Regions from separate parts of the Sus scrofa genome. Here region 1 is linked to region 2. The links are chromatin contacts, called in public promoter capture Hi-C maps. All regions are on one chromosome and are shown on one strand. Each heading gives the region's core, a stretch centred on a gene start, on an enhancer-like site or on the middle of the called end of the contact. The rest is flanking DNA. Distances are from core to core; before and after follow the strand shown.

Region 1 (3,240 bases), core at 681-3,180, 38 kb after region 2:
GATGAGTGAGTACCAGCAGGGCTCCTCCTCAGGCACGCAGGCTCTCCAGGCCTCCAAGGTCCTTGTCCTAACTCTGGGCCAAGGGTCTCTCATCCAGCAGCTTTTCCTTGTAGGCAGAACTGGGGTTGGAGCTTCAAAGGGTGGGCCCACTCTTTCTTTTGGTGGAAAGGCCCCCTAGCACACTGGTCTTAGGAAAATGGACTAGGAAACAGGCTTCCAAGGTCCTTGTCCTAACTCTGGGCCAAGGGTCTCTCATCCAGCAGCTTTTCCTTGTAGGCAGAACTGGGGTTGGAGCTTCAAAGGATGGGCCCACTCTTTCTTTGGGTGGAAAGGCCCCCTAGCACACTGGTCTTAGGAAAATGGACTAGGAAACAGGCTTTGGAAGTAGTTAGGTAGGAAAGTTTCTCATGACTCCCAGCATTTAGGCAGCTTCCCTTTTCCGGCTGGTAGTACCAGAGTCCCAGAGCTGCTGGCTCAGGCCCAGGGGCACAAGGCCCAGAAAAAGCTCCCTGTGGGGAAACTTCAGAGGGGATTTAGGCAGCAGCTCTGCACCCTGCCTGTCTGCTCAGTCTGGACATGGGGTGGGGGGGTTCAGTCTCCTTTAAGTGAAAGGATGACATCTTTGGGGTATCTAGGGATAGCACACAGGAGAATTAGTCACTTCCTGGGTGTCCCGCCCCAGGGAGCCACCCAGAGCTCCTCCCTCAGGGCCTCCAAGCTTCTGCCAGCCCCACAGGGCTCTCGGCAGCAGCGTTTTCTCCTCTAACTTCTGACACACTTCTGCCCTGAGGGACTTGGTGCAGCAGGCCCTGCATCCCTGCCCCCGCACACCAGAGCACTAAGCCCTGGGAGGGTGCCCATGGCTGCCTCCTAAGAGCCAGGTGAGGGCAGCGAGCACAGACGCCCTTCCAGGAGGCCGGTGCCCTCTGCCCTCTCCTGGCGTGCGGTGGCCAGCCCAGCCCCATTCCTCCCAGCTTCAATCAGCCCCAGTGACTAAGTCCTATAGATCCTAACAGTCAGCACAAGGGTTGCAGGTGAATTGGGAGTGAGGCAGTGGCCCAGCCCCTACTCCCCTCCTGGCAGTGGGACAGAAGGATGCCTCCTACGATCCTGACTGGGGCAGTGTGGCCCAGATGCCACAGGCCTGGTGGGAGACAAGAGAGTGTGCCAGCAGGTGGTGGCTGCCAGGCGTGGGTTGGGGTGCCGTGGGAGTTGTAGAGGGCCAGCTCTGCCCTTGTAGGGTATTCTTGGAGCCCCTACAGTCCCAGGCTTTTCAACCTGCGATCAGTTCGTTCTTTCTCTGCCCCCTCTCCCTCCACATGGTACCCCTCCCAGTCACAGCTAGATCTACAGAAGGGAGCTCCTGGGAGGGGGAAGTCCTGTGCCGCAGAACCATGCTTGCAAAGGGCTTGGATGAAATGGTTCTGTCTTCTGCCTGACCCTACAGGAACAGGCCCAGCACCTTCTCCAGGGTGTCACTGCCAACACCACACTCTTCCCCACCTCTGACTCAGTTCTCTCCTCACAGACTCTATCTGGGAAACCCCATGGACCCTCCCGACCTGCTGAGCGTGGAACTAAGCGCCTCCAGACCCCCCCAGCACCTGGGCAGGGTGAAAAGTAAGGGTCTCCACACCCCTGGGTCCCCTAGTCCATCAGCTGCTAGGAAGGGGTGCTGTCTCCTCAGGCAACCCTGAGCCGACTGTTCCTGCTCTGGGACGGTTGGGTCGGGGCAGCAGGGGGACAGCTGTGTCCCTTGCTCAGGCTGGGGGTGGGGCGGACAAGGAGAGGCAGCTGTATCCGCCGAAGTGGGCACCCTGGGCACTCCTGCGCTGGCCTGCCCGCTCGGCTTCCCTCCTCCCTCCCCTCCCCGCCCTGCTCAGATCCTGGCTCTCCTCACTCCCCCTAATTCTGCTCGCCTCTCCTGAGCCAAAACCACCCCACGGGCTCCATCTTGGCCCAGAGCCTCATCCATCTCCCGGATCCCAGGCCTGTCGCTCCGGAACACAGTTTTCCCATCCTGCCGCCCCACTGCTTCCCATTGCTGCCGAGTTTGTACTGCACTCGCCCCTATTCACATCTCTCTCTCTCTCTCCCTCTCTCTCCACACTCTGCCCTCTCGTCTGGCTGTCTCCCTTCCCTTGTCCTGTCTCTCCTGCTCTCCCCCTCTACTCTCCGCATGGCCTTTCTTACAGGGGAGCCTCCACCTCGCCCTCCTCAGCCTGCCATCTTCACTCAGAGTAAGTGGGGCTGCTCTCGGTGCCTTGGCCCCCGTCCCGCCCCCTCTCACTTCTCATTCCTCTCCTCCTGGAAGGTACAGAGCCCTGGCCAGCCGGCTGGCTGGGAGGGGAAGCGGGTGTGTGCTGTGAGCTTTTGCTGCTGACCTGGCCCGGCATGCCTGCCTCTCCCCCCACCCCCAAACGTCTGGGCTTCTGGAACAAGTGTATGATCCTGGCGCCCACTTCGCCTCTGTCCACTGTTGCCTGGCCCTGCCTCACTTCCTGTGGGACCTGCAGAGGCTGTGTGGGCTCTCGTGCCAGTTGATCAGGAGCTCCGTCCTCTCTTAAGGATATAGCTCCCGTTGCTCTTGATGGTGGGAGACTGCCCACGGTCCCCTGCCTGCACTAACGGTGTGCCGTAATCGGGTAGGGATTACTAACTAGGGCTCAGGAGCAGGGGTGTTTGGGGTCTTGTGCTGACAGGGGGTGTCAGAGGCTGGCAGGTGTGCGGTGTTCCCTGCTCTAGCGGAGATGGAGGCAGGAGCTCACCAGACCCCCTAGAGGGCTGCCAGTATCCAGAGTAGGTTCTGCCCTCCTGTTTGAGAAGGGTCTGTGAGCATAGAGAACACTGGCAGCTGAGGGCTGACCTCCAGGGGAACTGGGAGTGGGGAGCTGGTGGGGGATACCTGGATGCCTTCCCCACACCCCACCTTTTCCTATCCCCCCACCTAACCCTGCCTCCCTGTTGGGGCCTCCCTTCCATCGCAGAACCAACCTACGACCCTGTGAGTGAAGACCAAGACCCCCTGTCAAGTGACTTGAAGAGGCTGAGCCTGCGGAAGCCAGGGCTGCCCCGTGGGCTGTGGCTAGCGAAGCCCTCAGCCCGGGTGCCGGGTACCAAGGCAGGCCGTGGCAGCGGTGAGATCACGCTCATTGACTTCAGCGAGGAGCCTGTAGCCCCGGCCCCTCGCCCCTGTGCACCCTCACTGGCGCAGCTGGCCATGGACGCCTGTTCCTTGCT
Region 2 (3,181 bases), core at 95-2,594:
CTGTTATAGGCCTCTCCCTGGGCCCCAGGGAAAGAGTAGGGCCAGCCCAGGTTCATAAGCCTCTGGGCTGCTGCTGAGAGATTAGGACTAGAGTTCTCTGCAGTAAAACACTCACTGGATTGGGACCCTGGAAACTCTTCAATCCAGCCTTCTCATTTTGGAAAACAAGGCAACTGATGCCAGAGGGAAGTAATTTTTTATACTGTCAAATGGCAACTCAGCAGTAGCTGAACTACTTAGAATTCGAGACTCCTATTTCAGTGCTCCTCCGATAGGCCTGGTTGACTACATCTCTCAATGCGAACTCCTCCCTTCACCTCTTCTCCCTCTGCTCCACAGGAAGGTTCAAGCAGGACCTCTGGAGGGATGAAGCGGGAGCGGGAGCGGACTAGGGACCGGGGAGAGGGAGGCGTAAACTGGACAGGGCCCCTTAAGGGGGAGGGCCAACCCTTCGGGGCTCCGCCCCCCTGGGGCGGCGCAGGCGCAGGCGGGCTCCAGGAACTCCGGCAGGAGGGCGGGCGCTCCTGGCTCTCGGGCCGGCGCGCGGGGCCGCAGCACCTGCGGGGGCCGGCGCAGGGCGCTGCGCCCGGCGGGCGGACGTTGACGCCCAAAAGCTAGGGCTGGGGGCCGGGACCGGGACGTGGGAGCTGAGCGGGAGAGAACGCGGCCCCGCAGCCCCCTCCCCGGGGGACGGGGCGGAAGGAGGCGGGTGGGGGCCGTTGTAAGCGGGCGCGGAGGGCAGCACCATCTGGAGGGGCGGGACCGCGCGGCCTCTGGGGGGCAGGCGAGTGCGCTGGGCAGTGCCAGCGGGGGGTCCCAGGCGGGGCGCGCAGGAGGAGCGCGGCGGGCTTAGCCCGGCGCTGCCGGAGCAACAGCCGCAGCGGGTCGGGGTTCTTAGCTGGGGCCCGCAGCAGCTTCGCGGGCTGAAGCTCGGCGTGGAGGAGCAGGGGGGCGTGGGTCCGGTCGTGCAGGAGGAGGGCGGGGTGGGCCCGGGGGTGCAGGAGCGGGGCGGCCGGGGCCACGAGCCCAGCCTGGGGTGGTGTGGGGGCCGCCGGACGGCGCGGACTGGAGGAACCCTCCGCGGTGGACGGGCTCCGCGAGCTGGCCTGTGGTGCAGGAGGAGGGGCTGGGGCCCCGCAAGCAACACCAGGAGAAGGGGGGAGGCAGCCCCGCAGTGCAGGAGCGGGGGGAGGCCCGCACCGGGGTGCAGGAACGGGGGGAGGGGAGCCCACGCAGGCTGCTGCAGCAGCCCGAGCAGCTGTCCGAGTTCGGGGACCGCTCCTGGGAGCGCAGAGAGGAGCTTGAAAGTTCCGGAGAGCTGGGGGAGCAGAACTGGGAGAGCTGCGGGCATCTCAGACGGGAGGCAGTGGTCCTCGGAGCAGCCCCGGCACGACGCAGGAGACTGGAGGTGGTGGGGAGGGCCCGGCCAGTGGGGCCCCGGGGGCCTGAGGGAGAGGGACGCCTCGGGGTGCAGGAAGCAAATTGGCTGCCTGGGGTGCAGGAGGGGCAGGTGGTGCGGGCTGTCCAGGAAACATACTTGGACGGAAAGGGGTCTCAGGAGGGAGAAGAGCCCCCTGAGGGACACAGAATCCGGAGGCGCAGGAGGAGGAGAGGTGGTAACCCAGAGGCTGGCTGCTCAGCACCAGGGTCGGGCAGGGCCGAAGTGAGCGAAGAATGTAGGGGTTTGGGGAGTGGGCAGCAGAACCTCGGAGCTTTGGAAGCCACTGTCGGATAGCAGGCAGTGTCCTGCTGGGTCCTTTTCTGCCTCAGCCGGGTCATCATAGAAGCTGTGTCTGAAGAGAGCCAGTGGAAGGCAGCAGGTAAGGAAGCCCAGTTCTCTTCTCAGCTGGAATTATTGTGTTTGGAAGGAGGGGGCTGCAGTTATCTCAGGAGAACGTGGTCTCCAAACTGCCTTTTTTTATTTCTCGGTGTTTAAACCTGGCAAGGAAGGAAGCAGTGCAGTTTTCAACAGCAAGGCAGGACCCCTCCCCCCAGTACTGTATATGCCAACTGGAGTGATGGGACATTTCCTTAGAGTCTAGACTGGTGGCGAGACTGTCTGGGTGGCTGCCAGGCCTGGGCAGAGGAAGAGAGGAGTAGCCCCAGGCTGAGGCTGTAGAGGAGGTAGTCACCCCTTCACCAGTCTACCAGTGGAGGTAGGGGTGCCTCCATGCCATAGCTGGGGTGGTGCAATCAGCACAGGCTGCCTCAGGTCCTCAAAACACGTTCCAAAAAAGGGAAGGGGCAGCATTGCATTATGAGGACCTTATCTTGTAACCCTGTCGGCCACGTGAGCTGAGATATGAGTGTGGCAGCCAGTGACTTGGGCACGAGCCTGACCTGCTCCCGCCACACCTCTTGTCACATTTGATTAATACTGAGGGCCCAGAGCCAAGGATGAATAGTGGGCCAAAGGGCGAAGAGCTGCTGGTGGTGAGGACCACAACCTGAAAGTGTGGGAGAGGAAAGGGTATCTGCAGTGCTCAACTCTGGGCATCCTCTGTGGCTCAGACCCAGCCCACCCCCGTAGAGGTGGCCACATGGACAGCTGTGGCATTATGGGTTCCTTACCAGCCAGGGCCAGCTCCCAGCCCAGCTTAGAGGTGGGGCTTACAGGAGTGGGGGCTAAATTTGGCTTCCTCTTGACCCTCATGGCCTGGATGCCAAGCCTGTTCGCTCCTGCCCCATATGGGCTTGGTCGGCCACTTGTGGGCCTCATCTTCCTAGGGCTGTTCACCTCTTACCTGGCCCTGTCTGGGTTCTTGCTTCTCTAGCCCTGCGGGAGGAGTGGGTGCAGAGTTGCTCTCTGTCTCAGGGCCTTAGCTGAGACCCATCTCTCCCCCAGCCCAAGGAGTGGCTCTGAGTCAGATGGACCCAGACCCCTGTCCCAGCTGGACTGGGTGGAGCTGGTCCTTTTCTCTCGGGCCAGAGACAGTGGTGGTGGCATTCTAGGCAGGCAGCTGTGGCGACTCTGCTGGAGGAGCCGGTTAGCCTGCTTCCCATGCATACGCAAACTTGACCGACAGCTTCTTCCCACGCCTGCCTGTCATCCTGCCACGCCAAACACTCAGGCACCGGAAGTTCAGCTGCTGTGTCCACGGTGTCTGGCTCTTCTGGGATGGCCAGACTTGTTCTGGCACTTGGGCTTCAGTGGAGAGAATTGTTTTGAACACAGCACGCA

What was found. Promoter capture Hi-C pulls out the DNA fragments that hold promoters and counts their contacts.
Region 1: a promoter capture Hi-C map of skeletal muscle shows a contact between it and region 2, with 4 times the contacts expected there. The contact joins the enhancer-like site here to the promoter of TNK2 in region 2. A contact is called at or near these places in 2 of 5 promoter capture datasets (liver and skeletal muscle), 20 of 47 Hi-C or Micro-C datasets (alveolar macrophages, blood, brain and 11 more) and 2 of 2 datasets of contacts at active chromatin or transcription factors (alveolar macrophages and skeletal muscle).

What each region holds. Positions count from the first base shown.
Region 1 is chr13:134,118,216-134,121,455 of Sscrofa11.1, forward strand. TNK2 (activated CDC42 kinase 1) reads left to right here. Exons shown (of 13, transcript XM_021070192.1): 10 at 1-5; 11 at 1,529-1,620; 12 at 2,988-3,240. Among named protein-coding and RNA genes, the nearest start is that of TNK2, 38 kb to the left of the region's middle. Within about 2 kb of position 1,931, at least 23 of the 83 cell types and tissues checked have an H3K27ac peak or open chromatin away from gene starts, as enhancers often do. A contact at or near this core is called in omental adipose tissue, retroperitoneal adipose tissue and skeletal muscle, where this site is marked.
Region 2 is chr13:134,080,922-134,084,102 of Sscrofa11.1, forward strand. TNK2 (activated CDC42 kinase 1) reads left to right here and starts at 1,345. Exons shown (of 13, transcript XM_021070192.1): 1 at 1,345-1,820. It also overlaps the pseudogene LOC106505774.